3 separate regions of the Mus musculus genome follow, and regions 1 and 3 are each linked to region 2. Evidence: chromatin contacts called from public capture Hi-C data. All regions are on one chromosome and are shown on one strand. The core of a region is the stretch at or near the end of the contact, and the rest is flanking DNA. Distances in the headings are between cores, read along the strand shown.

The links. Capture Hi-C pulls out chosen DNA fragments and counts their contacts.
Region 1: a capture Hi-C map of embryonic stem cells shows a contact between it and region 2, with 10 times the contacts expected there. The contact joins two enhancer-like sites. A contact is called at or near these places in 1 of 15 datasets of contacts at CTCF or cohesin (large pre-B cells), 2 of 484 Hi-C or Micro-C datasets (3T3-L1-derived adipocytes and the HPC-7 cell line), 9 of 115 datasets of contacts at active chromatin or transcription factors (all in embryonic stem cells) and 1 of 9 other capture datasets (embryonic stem cells).
Region 3: a capture Hi-C map of embryonic stem cells shows a contact between it and region 2, with 6 times the contacts expected there. The contact joins two enhancer-like sites. A contact is called at or near these places in 13 of 39 promoter capture datasets (the 3T3-L1 cell line, 3T3-L1-derived adipocytes, the C10 cell line and 9 more), 2 of 15 datasets of contacts at CTCF or cohesin (pro-B cells and stem cell-derived epiblast-like cells), 32 of 484 Hi-C or Micro-C datasets (the AML12 cell line, the Ba/F3 cell line, the G1E-ER4 cell line and 13 more), 6 of 115 datasets of contacts at active chromatin or transcription factors (embryonic stem cells, epiblast stem cells and trophoblast stem cells) and 3 of 9 other capture datasets (adipose tissue, embryonic stem cells and liver).

What each region holds. Positions count from the first base shown.
Region 1 is chrX:166,617,577-166,622,096 of GRCm38.p6, reverse strand. No RefSeq gene overlaps it. Among named protein-coding and RNA genes, the nearest start is that of Egfl6, 34 kb to the right of the region's middle. Within about 2 kb of position 2,971, at least 11 of the 459 cell types and tissues checked have an H3K27ac peak or open chromatin away from gene starts, as enhancers often do. A contact at or near this core is called in embryonic stem cells, where this site is marked.
Region 2 is chrX:167,226,477-167,230,842 of GRCm38.p6, reverse strand. No RefSeq gene overlaps it. Among named protein-coding and RNA genes, the nearest start is that of Tmsb4x, 19 kb to the right of the region's middle. Within about 2 kb of position 1,397, at least 76 of the 459 cell types and tissues checked have an H3K27ac peak or open chromatin away from gene starts, as enhancers often do. A contact at or near this core is called in embryonic stem cells, where this site is marked.
Region 3 is chrX:166,528,797-166,533,632 of GRCm38.p6, reverse strand. It overlaps Egfl6 (EGF-like-domain, multiple 6), which reads left to right. Exons shown (of 12, transcript NM_019397.3): 10 at 1,560-1,661. Among named protein-coding and RNA genes, the nearest start is that of Tceanc, 21 kb to the right of the region's middle. Within about 2 kb of position 1,757, at least 9 of the 459 cell types and tissues checked have an H3K27ac peak or open chromatin away from gene starts, as enhancers often do. A contact at or near this core is called in embryonic stem cells, where this site is marked.

The DNA.
Region 1 (4,520 bases), core at 1,722-4,221, 610 kb after region 2:
CTGTTACAGACAGCCAGGAAGCTGTGTGGGGACAAGCCTGACAGTTCATATGCAAGCAACAATTCCATCTCTCCCAGGGTTCATTTCACAGGTGGATTTTGCCATCCGCTCCCTTGAATGCACTTGACTTTCTAAATCCACTTCTAAGACAAATGAGAACAAAGCATGAAATAGTAGACAAACTCTAGGCCAAATGTATGCAAATGCAGCGTTCTCATTCAGAAGAACTGGGCCAGATTTTGTGGGAGCAGCACAGCTCTGCCCCAGTTCTCAATCCTTGAATAGACTCCGAAGACAATGAACAGAGATGAGGGATTTCCCCTCCCCACTGGGTCTGCTATTTTCCTCATACACATTTGCAGCCTTGGACTGCAATCCAGTTTCAGCATTCCATCATTAGCTTGTCACAGCATCACCATCTTTGGTTGGTTGGTTGGGGGAGGGTTGGTTTTGGTTTTTGTTTGGCCCTGGCCTTTCGCCATACTTAAGCCATATTTCATCCAAGGTCTAGGGCTGAGTCCCGTGCCGCCGCCCCCCCCCCCCGCCCCCAGCCCACTTTCTGATAGGGAGAGAATGATACAGAAACAATAAAGACCAGTTAAGGGAAAAACTGGTTCCTTTTGGTCAAGAAAATGAAATGTCTGACTTGAGTGGAAATAGAAACAACTTAATCCAGTGAGGACAATAAATCACCTGATTACGGAAACGCCCCTCAGAAAGGCAGGCTCCGTAAGCCTCGAGGAAGAGATAAGTGCAATAATTACGGCTTTAATGAGACAATGAACTTTTACTTCCCAGAATTTCCTCCCCCATCACAGTCCTTATGATCCGCCCGGATGTTCAGGTGGGTCGTAACTATTTCTCTCTGTGTCTCTCTCTGTCTCTCTGTGTGTCTCTCTTTTCCAGGCTGCCCAGAGCCTAAGTCTGAGCTAAGTCTGCTTTTTTTCACTCTTTCTCTAAAGCTTCCCTCCCTGCCAAGTGGCTGCTGGTTCACCCTGAGGCTGACCTCCATGCAGGCCTAACCCAAACTGCATGGCACTTTCCCTTCTCCTCTTTGTTCTCCTCCTCCAAGTTGGCTGCTGAGATTTACAGCTTCCCTGCCCTGTGGTTTTCTTTTAAACTCTAGTCAAATTGATCTCCTTGAATAAACGTTGGGTTTGCTTGCCTCGCAAACTTTTCCTGCCTTTTCGCTCATTAAGTAGCAGAGAATGAACCTGCTCTGAACTCCTAAATGGTTTCAGGAAGAGAACAGCAAAACCGCCTGAAGGAAAACAGTGTCCTTGAGACTAGCTAAAAGGCAACTGTGTCCAACAGGCATTCCCGTGGCTTATCCCACAGTCCAAACGTGCCTTCAGTGGAAAATGAAACCCGGAAGTTCATCCATGAAGCAAAAGCTCCGTCAGCAGCATCAGCTGACTGCCTCAAACTCTCCAGGTGATTGTTTGCTCCATGCAGTGAGCACCCCATTTGATGGTGTTATCTCCATCTGTTGCCCTGAACTCTCCCAGCTTAGAACTCCATCTGTGCATTTCCTCTCTCGGTTTCTGCTGGATATTATCAATACCTAATGTACTGATGTTTTGCACTCTGTCTCTCTGTCTCTGTCTGTGTCTCTCTCCTTCCCTCCCTCTCTCCCTTCCCTTTTCTCTCCCCTGCAAAAGTAAGGGCCACAAAATACATCCACCTTAATGTTTTTGTTTTTTGAGCCAGGGCCTCTCACTGGACCTGAAGTTCACCTATGCATCGAGACAGGCTGCCAGCAAGCTCTAGGAATCATCATTCCTCCTCCTTCGGGCTGGCCTTCCAGGCATGCCCAGCTTTTCAAATGGGTGCTAGGGATCCAAAATCCAGTCCTCATGCCCAAGAAGCGCCTATTTGGCCAATTAAGCCATCTCCTCAGTCTTGAGACGGACTGACTTGTACATCAACTCTGAATGTGATCTCAAATGGAAATGGGTGATTCCTAAGCAAAAAGGCATAAGAAAAATGTCTGGCCTGGCCTATGACCATCATCTGGATGTATCTTAGACACCTCTAGCTATAGAAAACATTAGTAACCCAGGGGCCTGGTGGCTGTCTCTGCAATCTATCAAAATGTGTACACCCAAGTCACTTTTCCTGCTGCTGATTGAGTTGGGACATGATTTAAGAGATCCACTGTTAAGAGAAATTACTTTTCTTCTGACGGTGGACTCTGAGACCAAAATACTCAGGCCACTCTGCCACCCTTCTTGGTTGTATTCTAGGATGCTCCAAGCAACCTTCCTCCCTTCTGTCCTTCACACACTTCCACTCCAGCATTGCCTAACATTGTCTATATTTTCTCCCGTGGGCATTGTCCCTAATATAATCCTTGTTCCCTTTCTGACCGACCAAGCTTAATCCATACCCCTCTCTAGGTCTTACTTCGGTTTGCTAGCCCAGGTGTGAGTTTTCTCCCATGCTGTTTTGCATTTTGCCAAGGACCAGCCTCAGCTTGGAGAAGGGTTCTCAGAGTGTTTGAGAGCAGAGAAACAAATGATTCAAAGTCATCTCATGGGTTACTAGCTGGTGGCCTACGCTCTGCTCAAACCAGCTTTCTAGCCAGTTTTCTCTCTGTTCTGCTTTTCCTGGGGATCTCCAGATAGCTCTTTCTCGATTTTCTCATCGAGACAGATTTCCAAGTAGTTCTCTCTTGTTCTAAAACACTCTCTGGACAGCTCATCTAGTGGAGAGCATAAGCCCACTCTTTTATTTTACATATCAATTCAGTCATTCACTGCAGGTTTCCTTTTGATTATTCTACAAATCAGCACCCAAAGACATCAGACCCTCAATTCTCATTAGACTGCAAGCACACATTTTTTTTAACCTTTCAAAAGAATCCAGAGATCTGCTTGCCTTTGTTAAACACTGGGAATAAAATAGCTGGGTGGAACCCCACCCTGAAATTACCGTTTCTACCTTGCCTGGCCCTGGACCTAAATTCCTTCTGTCTCAGGCTCACTTTGAACTCAGGAATCCGGCTGCCTTTGTAAGTATAAGCAAAGAAACTGAGCGGGATGGGATCTCCTGAGATCTCTATCTCCTTCCTTAGCATCTTTCTGACAACTTGGTCCTCAGTGCAGCTGCTTTTGCTCCTTTAGTTCCTTGAAGCCCCTCATCTAATTCATATTACATCCTTATATTTTGCATAGTTGAAAAATTGTATACTTTTGGATTCATGAATTTGGAGCTCTTTCCCACAGCCTTAAGGGTTGTCCTGAAGGTCCCATCGTTCACCATTTTGCTGAGACATTAGACACTCTTTCACCTCCCGGACTCATGCTGCCTCTGATTACCATGGAGACATTAACATTAACAAGTAGGGTGGCATTCCATAAAAGAGGAATGAGGAAATACGTGCATTATTATACCAACAAGCCTTACACCCAAAGCAGCCATGTGGAGGCCCATACGCTGGTGACCCTGTTCCAGGGGCTGGGACCATATCATTCCAACCCTATCAAAGCTATGCTGGACTCAGCAGCATTTCAAGCCAGCTTTATTGGAACGGTAAGTTTTTTCATCCAGATTCTCTGTTCTGATTATTAACAAACCTTAGTCTTTTTCCTCAATCATTTCTGTTTGTGGTATACCCTGCCTGTGATGATTGTTGTGCTGGCTAATTTTATGTCAATTTGATACAAACTAGAGTCATTAGATAGGGGAAAACATCAATTGAGAAGATGCCTCCATAAGATAAATCTGTAGGCAAGCCTATAGGACATTTTCTTAAATGGTGATCCATGAGGGAGGTCTCAGCCCAATGTGGAAGGTGCCATCCCTGATCAGATGGTCCTGGGTTATATAAGAAGGCAGGTTGAGCAATCCCTGAGGATCAAACCAGTAAGCAGCACTCCTCCGTGACCTCTGCATCAGCTTCTACCTCCAGGTTCCAGTTCTGAATTTCTGTCCTGACTTCCTTCAATGATAAACAGTTATAAGGAATGTAAGCAAAATAAACCTCTTCTTACACAGTTTGCTTTCAGTCATGGTGTTTCATCTGTTTCATAACAGTAACCCTAACTAGGATTTGGTTGGGTTTTCTTTTTATGATTTAGATTCTGCCAGGTGTGGTGGCACATGCCAGTCTAAGACTCTGGCTAGCCTTAGCTTACTGGGGACTCCCTGAGTGAACGGCTCAGAGCCAGGAATCGACACAAAAAGCAAGAGGAGTTTATTATTCCAACATGTTAGGGGTGCCCTGCACATGGGGAGAGAACGACCATGCACAGCCCGTCCAGTGAGCCTTTACACAGTTCCCCAGGCAGCAGCCATTAGGCACAATGTGATTGGCAGAACAGTGTGACTTTTAAACTGATTGGTCTATAGGGAATAAGGTGGGTGGCCAACAGTCTTGGTACATGTCTATGAGCTCCAATGCTTGGTTCCTTCTCCCTATGGTCTGGAGGGGGGGGTCTGGTGGAATTTTCTAAAGTTCCTGAGCTAACCTCTTCACCAGTAATCCCAGAACTCCAGAGGCTGAGGTGAGAAGATTG
Region 2 (4,366 bases), core at 148-2,647:
GTCATAAATGCTAAACATACAGGCATACAGCACTGTGCCCAGTGAGGGTTGTATACTTTCATTCTCTTGAACACATTTTGGGTAAATTCTCAATACACACTTATATTCTTTACTCCATATCTTTACATTTTCTTACCATTTTTTTTTTTTTCGGAGCAGAAGCAATTGGTTTCAAAATTGAACTTGTCAATGCTTTCTTTTATGGGGTATGACTTCAGTGGCACATTTAAGAAATACTCGCTAGCAAGATGGCGTGTTATATGCCTGTAATCCCAGTATTTGGGGGGGGGGCTGTCAGGGAGATCAGCAGTTCCAGGCTAATCTTGACTAAATAGAGCAACCCTGTGTCAAAAACAAGAACATTATTCTAATTCTTCCCACGAAAAACAGAATCATTTTCTCTTCTGTTCATTTCTACAACTTTTGTGATTTTATGTTTATGTCTGCAATGAATTTCTACATTTCCTTTATTCTTAAAAATGCTATATATGTGTATAGTGAAATATCACATTTAGGCCCATTTCCCCCTCCAAATTCCCCCTTATTCTCCTCAATTGATCTTCCTACTTCCATAATTTTTAAAATAACTTTCCAAGATCAGTTAGTGATGCCCACATGTATGGGTCTGGGTCATCCACTACAGTATGGGAAAGCTTCATGTGGCCACATCCTTAAAATGAATGAATCTCCCTCCTCCAGCAGCTATCCACTGCCACTAAGAAGTAGGGCCTAGAGCTCATGGACCCTATCTACAGTAGAATGTTGTCTGGCCTGCTCTTGTGCAGGCCCCATGCAGGTAAGCACAGCTGCTGTGAGCTCATGAATGACTCACCCTGTCACTCCCGGAGGGAAGTGTTTTGAGGCACTCCTCCCTGCCCTCTGGCTCTTACATTCTTTCTGCCTCCTCTTCCTTGTTGTTCTATGCTGGAGTTTATTCCTTATATGGTATGAGCTGTGAATTTAACATGAATTTTACATATATTGAATTTCCTGAAAAATATTAAGCTAATACATAGTATCAGTTTTTTTTTAAAGAATATCAACATAGTGTCAGCTCAATGTTATACCAAACCTAGAGCCTAAGCTTGAGCTCTAAGCCACTGTGTGGCGGCACACTTAGGAAACCATTCCTGGGCAGAATGAGCACATCTACCCAGACGTCTGGCTCCAGATTTCTACTCATGACATTAATACTCATGACATATGGCTGCTTGGGAAACATTTGGGAAGTTGAAAGTAGGGTTATGCACCCCTGGACTAAAGAACAATGCGGAAATGGAACTATGTGGAGGAATTAGGAGGAAGGAACTCTAAACCCGCCTGGCTGAAGTGTTGCTTACTTGGAGGAAGTAGAAATGCTGGCAGATAGGACTGGGTGCAACCAGTAGCACCAGAAGTTCTTCTTTGTCATGCTTCTGGGGGCAAGAAGGGCTGGCAAGTTCAGAAGCAGGGAGTGGCCTAGGCACAGGTCATGGATGTAGCGCTAGGGGGCAGTGTAGAGCAGAACTAGTTAGAGCAAAGGCTCTTTGGAGTCAGTTATTAAAAAGCCTTTCAGGAGTCGAGGTTGGCAGGAAAATGACATGAAAATGACCTTGGCCACTCTCCGAATTATAGCGGGTCAGGGAGGAAAGAACATTTATCATGGATACTGCTGGCTTGCATTTGTGTTTGGGAGGACATTAAGCCTGTCTCTGGTATCACAGATGATGTACAGGCTATGTCTTTTACACAGCAATGGCAGTTCCAATCTCCAGGAAGTAAAAAGTCTTTGGGAAGAAAACAAACAAAAGAAAAACATACAAACAAACCAACAAAACAAAATAAAACAAAACCCACAAAAAAACAGAACAAAACAAAACAATACATGCATACAAACACATCATACACAACACCAATTAAAGTTCCTTAGAAGAACAGATGTTAGTGGCCATAAACTCAGCCATTTCTCAATTTGGTTTTCCCCCCAAATATCCCCTTTTGATTTTCAGAGAAATAGTCAGCTCTCTGCCTCTGTTCCTTACATATAATTATGTCACATAATAACAATAACAATGGAAAATGCTGGTGCAAACACACAGTGAAATTAAGAGAAACAAAATCAGAGAGAAAATAAACTTTGCAAACAGCTCCAAGATATGTCTCTCAAACCAGATAGGAGACAGGGGTGAAGAACATCACAAACACAGCTGCCAGGTTCAAATCCCAGCTCCTATTTGCCAGTATGTCCATGATTTGGGGCATGTAGGTAGCAAAGCTTCCTACATTAAGCATGCATAATCTCAATCATCATGCCATCTGCTTCTGAGGGGAAGACGAGATATTTTGATTAGCCTCTAGCAGACAGTGAGCAGAGTAGAAATATAGTCATTATCCTATCCTCCAGGTTTACTACATTGACCTTGAACAATGGTTACATTCAGCAGTATCTCTATATCAAACTATCACATTACTATCGTGTGTGTGTGTGTGTGTGTGTGTGTGTGTGTGTGTACATATATATACATATATATATATTTTCCCCAAGATGGATGGAATATACCATGAATGCCAGGTTGGGTCCAAACCTTATGACTGCCCTAAAAGCCTAGAAAGTAGAGCTCAATCAAAGTCTTTCCACGCTGCCGCAAAGACTCTGGCCAAATATGAGAAACCTGAGGCCACCCAAAGGGAGCAGCAGCCCCATGCCTGCACCTGTGTTTAAAAGAAGCCCTCTAAATGAATGAGTCTGCTCGTCATCATTCAGGGGCCAGGTCCTGCAAGCCCAGTTCAGTTGGGTGCTTTGTTTTCAAAAAGCATCATTGATTGTGGGCCAATGTTGCTGTTCCCAAAAGACACAAACCAATGTAAAGTCTTTGACCTACCATTGAGGAGACCCAGCCCACCAGGAGGGGCAAAACAAATCGATACAAATGACAACAACCAGGACCGGTTATCACCTCCGAAGACTTTCCACAGTCTTGGCGTGGGAGGCCTGCTCGATGGTTCTCAGTGCTCATTGAAAACACACAAAATGGAGTGTATTTTTTTTTATGTTATTAAATGGCAATCAAATGGCCTATAAGAGATCATAAGGAAAGGAAGCAAGTTGTCCTGTTGGCACATTGCCTGCCACATAGTGGGCTCTTGGGAACGCTTGGCGACATGAACCCAATCAGCAGCAGAGCAAGGCTAAGGACTTGGAGCTCACGGGCTTCCGTTCATCCTCCATGTTGTCCAACAGTACAAAGCAGGGAAGCAGAAGGAACCCGGAAGTATGGATCAGAGCTTGGGAGAGGAGATGGTATCTCTTCCCCCGGGGGTCTCCCTTTTTTTTCCAGTTCCCCACCCCACCACCACCACCACATGTATCCCTCCCTTCCAGCACCTTTCTTTAGCACTCCATTGGCACTCACTTGGGGGAGGCCTAGAAGAAGTCTGTGGAAACTTCCTTCTACACAAACGTCTAGCTGAGAGGGCTGCCTGAGATATGAGGAAACCAAGCAAACCGCAGCTGCTCGCCTGCAGGGGCACAAACACAGAGGCCTTTAGCTGAGCCTGGGGCCTATTTCTGGCCTCACTGTTTGTCCTCTTACAAAGCATTTACCGCGCGCCTGCCTCACTTCCTTGCCCCAAAGGTGAGGTGCTGGCTGCCTAGTGACAGTCTTCCATCCTGGCTTTCTGGGGCATGGGACAAGAATGAGTTCGCAGAAACAAATGAATGTAAAAGGAACAAAACCAAGCACTTGGATGACTGTGCTCTTGTGAGAAGGTGCAGCCTGGCCACCCCGTTCCCCTAAGTTAAGAGTACCCTCACAGAATATTCAAACACATCCATACACAGCTTCCCCACCTCCACGAAAAATAGAAAGCAGGTCTCCAAAATGTAATGTTCTGCTCCATTTTACAGGAAGTTAGCTATAGAGTAGCTGCTGAAGTTAGGAGGGTCTTAATGAGGTCTCGATGGCTGAATAGTGGGTATCAAAGGTACATACTAGAACGGAGTCTGATGCACGGTGGCCCAAGGATTCATTTACTTTAGGATTGTTTCGGAGCCACAGGTACCACAAGAACTGTCTGCCTGCCCTTTAAGAGCACAAGTTCCTTTACTTGCAAATAAGCAGGAAGTCCCCCTCCTTGGGTAGGGCCTCTGGGCGGTGCCTTTCACTTCCTTCCAAAGGTGTTTTCATCCTAAACCCCAAGCACCAGGGTCACCTTCTGTTACTTTCACAGGCCTACCCAACTGCCTTGGGCTGGGCTTCATGGAAAGTGTCTTGATCAAGAAAAATAAAGACTAATTTTTAAATGCAAGAAAGGTGAAGGTAAATGTAAAAATAATATTTTACATCAATATAAAAGTAATACTGTGTATTTCTGGTACAAATGGTAA
Region 3 (4,836 bases), core at 508-3,007, 700 kb after region 2:
AGAGAGCAAACAGGTGAAGCCTTGGGAGCCACCTGGTCTCTGTAGCTCAAGGGTCCCTTTGTCCTTGTAGCTTAAGGGAATAAGATACCATTTAAGTAAGCGGAATGGTATGCTACCATACGAAATAGACAGTAGGCCAAGGTGCTAGCTTGCAGACCTCTGCTATATGTAAAGGTAACCTGAGACACTGGTTCAAGTCCTGCACTGGCTGAGTCCCCACGTATTCCTCTGATACATCTGAACTCCACATCCATTGTGCCATAACAAATAACAACAACAACAAAATGAAACATGTTCAAACCTGTCAGTAGGTCAGCTTATTTGATCCAATATGCCCCTGGCAAATGTCTAACAAAGAGTGTTGATTGGAATCATGAAATGCCCATTGGATTTGCACTAGTGGAGGTGACTAGGTGACAACATGAGGCCAAAGCCATTGAAACTGTGATTTATTATGTACACTCCCAAGAGAAGGGGGACACTCTGAGCAAGGGGAGGACCTAGTGGAAAACTAGGCCAAAGGTCTTTAAGGTTTCTCTAAGAATAAAGGCAAGGGGGACGGGGCAGGAGAGACCACATAAGATTGGATCATTTGAATACTTCCAGAAGGCCTTAAGAAAAGTGGTTCTCAACCTCTCACAGGGTTACATATCAGATATCCTGCATATCAGCTATGTACATTATGATTCATAACAATAGCAAGTTTATCGTTCTAAAGTAGCAACAAAATGATTTTATGGTTGGCGGAGCCAGGGGTCCTGACAGGAACGTTGAGAGCCACTACCTTAGGGGCACAGGGGCTATCTATAACTATCTGGTTTGGAGATGTTGTAGGGCAGGGGAAATACTGATTTGATGTGTGTGTTGGTCTGCTTTCTCTCACTATTACGGAATACCTGAACCTTGTAGAGAGGGGTGTGACTTAGATGTTCTATGTATGGCTGAGCATCCCACAAACACTTGTTTCTGAGCTTTGTTTTCAGTCTCTGGCTTGAGTTTTGTAAACAGCCTGTTTCATTCCCTGCTTTGCGGAACCATCTTTCTAGCCCCTACGGTTTTATTCTCAAAGATTACAACAGAATTTGTTGAGCATGCCTTTATAGACTCAAAAAATAGGTTATGTGGAGAGATGGCTCAGTGGGTTAAGTGCAAGTGCTGCTCTTGCAGAGGTCCCGGCTTCTGTTCCCATTCACGCAGTAGCTCAGAATCATCTGTAACTCCAGTGCCAGGAGATAATAATGCCCTCTCCTCCATGGGCACCAGGCACACACATGGTGCACAAATGTACCTGCAGGCAAAACATGCATACACATAAAGTTTTAAAGTCTAAAAAAAGAAATAGTGTATCTGGTTTAATCTACACCTGCAAGCTTGCCAATTAATATGATCTATATTCTACTCGCCTAAACCCATGACATTGCCTTCCAGAGTTGCAAATTAGCTACTGTTGTAATGTTCTTAATGGTGCTGATCTTTCTTTCTTTCTTTCTTTCTTTCTTTCTTTCTTTCTTTCTTTCTTTCTTTCTTCGTTTCTTTCTTTCTTTTTTTTTTTTATGCAGACTTAAACATCTCAGTTGACTGCAGCTTTGATCTTGGGGTCTGTGATTGGAAACAGGATAGAGAAGATGATTTTGACTGGCATCCTGCTGATCGAGACAATGGTATTTAAATTTCACTACAGCTTGTTCCGGGAGTAGAGAAGGCTGTTACTACTTACTAGATGCTAATGCCTGTTCCTGCTTAGGTCATGGTTGTTTACCATCTTTGGGAACCTTCGACCTTCGGGTGGCCTCTGATGGATGAGTAACTTGGTATAGCGTCGACTTCCTCCTCATCCTTCTCTTTCCCACATGACCCAGGAAATGTGTCCCAGTGTGCCTCTTTTATATGTACCCTCTTCTTTCTGAGAGAGGGAGATGGGAAGGAGAGGAAGGTGGGGGGATGAGGGGGTCTCTGAGACCTCCCTTTGTGCCAGCTTGCCAGCCACAGTCCTCTGTAGTTTTCATTTTACTTTTTTGATAGAAAATAAATCTTTTAAAGGTAATAAGACCTCTATCTACACTGGAGCTATAGTAGAGTTATCTCTCCGATGAGGATCAAAATCACTATGAGTGTAAAGGTAATGATCTAAACACAAGACTTTCTCATCCTTTCTATTATCCAAGGAATTCATTCTGACCACCTGGCCTTGGATTGTTCTCAACATTAGTTCTGAGCCATAAACTTCCTGGCTTTTGTGGTGTCTGTTTCAACTTTGTTGATGGGCCCTGGGTCCCCCTTGCGTGGAGTACTTGGCTTGCAGACACTGGAACACATATTGAATCCTGATCTCATGAAGACCAGCTACGTAACTGCAACAACTGCTATACATCTCCAGACGCCATGTCCTCACCAGTAGAATTGTATTTCCTTTGGGATATACAGGCTCAGCCTTGAATTAAAACATATTCCTTAGAATAAATTCCTTCCCAAGTTATTTCCTTGCAAGCCTGCACCAGCAGTCAGGAAGCTTTGATCTCTACCAAGAACCCCTGTTAGAGCTAGCAATTGGGGTAAAAAGAAAATATCCCACACATTAGTCATTCTAGTGAGCCCATCACTAAAGATTCAAGGGCAGTGGACAAGTTTAACAAGATGGAATGCATCTTTGGAGAAACTGTCTTGAAAATGAACACAAGATTCTCCTTTTTATTTTTTCATCATGGGATTGTAGATATTGGTGCTACCAGAGCTATAGTGCTTGGGGACCCCCAGATTGATGACAGCTCACCTGGTCAGCATTGTCTTACATTGACTCTCCCACCAATGAGAAGTCTTCTGTTTGCAAACACTCGATTTGCAAATAACCCCTATGTTCTCAGTTTCTGGGGTACTCACATCATAACTTCTCCCTTCCAACAGCTCCACCAGGCCTCTGCATAGTCTTGACTTCCCCTACAAAGCTAAATGTACATGAGAAAGATCGGATACATTACTATTGTTGGAGGGATGAACCCTCAAGGAAAGCTGAAAGCAGGCTTTAGCTGGGATTGAAGAGCTCACAGAAGAGAGGTTTACTGGATAAAGTACAGGATGCCTTTATTTGAGATAAATAGACTTCTTAGTATGAATTAAACATGTTTATTTCACATTCAAACTTCACCAGGCATCCTGGAGCTTTGCTTAATGAATGCTCTTGCTCATCCTCCTCTTTCTTTTTTATTCAGTCCTGGGCCCTAGCCCAAGGAATGGTGCTGCCCCCATTCTGAGTAGATTTTCCCACCCAATTGAAACTTAGATAATCCCACAGACATTCTCTTACAGCTGGCCCAGAGGCTTGTCTCATAGGTGATTCTAAACTGACAATCAATATTAACCATCACAGGTTATAAATTTTGGTGATGCTGTTACAGAAATAGTATGTCATCCCACTGAGAAATAAATCATTGCACTTAGAGATTAATAAGGGATAAAGCTCTTTAATAATAGCCCATATCTGACTCTGACTAATACCCAAAGAGTAGCTGGCCTTGAATAGAGCATTTTGCTAATTTACATACACCTTAGGCTTAGCATTCCACATGTTCTGTCATCCTTAAATCTCTTTCAGGTCCCAGCCTCAGATTACACTTTAAATAATGTAAACAGAGAAATGGAAACAAGAGAGTGAAAGTCTGGCCACTTAGGAACATGGGAGATTGACACGGCAAAGATACTGCATATTGCCAGAATGTTTTTAAGTATATCAGTATTGTTCCTTTTCAAATGTTTGTTACTGAGGATCATCCTGCCCATCTAGCAGAATTATGCTTTTGCTGGGGAAGAGGACCCACCAGTGTCTGGATCCAGTAAAGACTAAGACAGCCTTAGCCAGGGTCATACAAATGTCTCCAGGAATTGTACCAGAATACTACATGCTATCCCCAGTGTTTTCCTCCCAGCTTCTATGGGAATACTTTCTGGTCAACTTCTTCAGACCATGCTGTGTAAGAGTTGTTTTAGTTAGGGATGGAGAAATATCTCAGTAGTTAAGAGCAATGGCTGTTCTTCCATAAGACCTGGGTTTGATTTCCAGCACCTACATGACATCTAACAACCATCCATAATTCTAGTTCCAGGTGATCCAATGCCCTCTTCTGGCCCCTAAGGACACCAGGTATGCCAATGTACAAAATATATAAAGATAAAGCATTTGTACATATAAAATAATAATTTTTAAAAGTTTCTTACCAAAGCCACAATGAAAAGAATAGAGATAGCCAAAAGTCCACTTCCCCGGGTTATGAGACACTTAGAAAGTTTGCAAGCATAGAAGGAAATATAACTCTGGTCATCCTACATCAGAACACAAGAACGATGTGTTAACACATGGTGGTTGAGCCTCAAGAAATTATTAGGACAAGATGGGTCAAGGGTCTTTGATGAGACATTTCTGTCTGGATCTACCCAGGTAGATAGATGGCCATCATACCTGTGATGGCCAATATTGATTGTCAACTTACTAGGACCTGGAATCACCTGACATGCCTGTGAAAGATTGTTTAGAGTGGGTTAGCCTCAGGAATGTCAATGCTGTATTGATTATCTAGCTTTCCACTGACACGGGGGAATCCACTCAGAAAATGAGGTCAGCACCATTCCTTGGGCTGGGGTCCAGAACTAGAAAAAAAGGAGAGAGGGAGCTGAGCTTGAGCATTCATCATTGCTCCTTGATAATGAATGCAATGCAATTGGCAGCCTCAAGCTCCTGCTGCTGTCACGTCTTTCTAGGTAGGATTATGGGTCCCATGTCCGCTCTGCCACAGGGTTTGGCTGCTCAGCGAGATGGGACTCAGGAAGTTGACTTCAATTATTCCA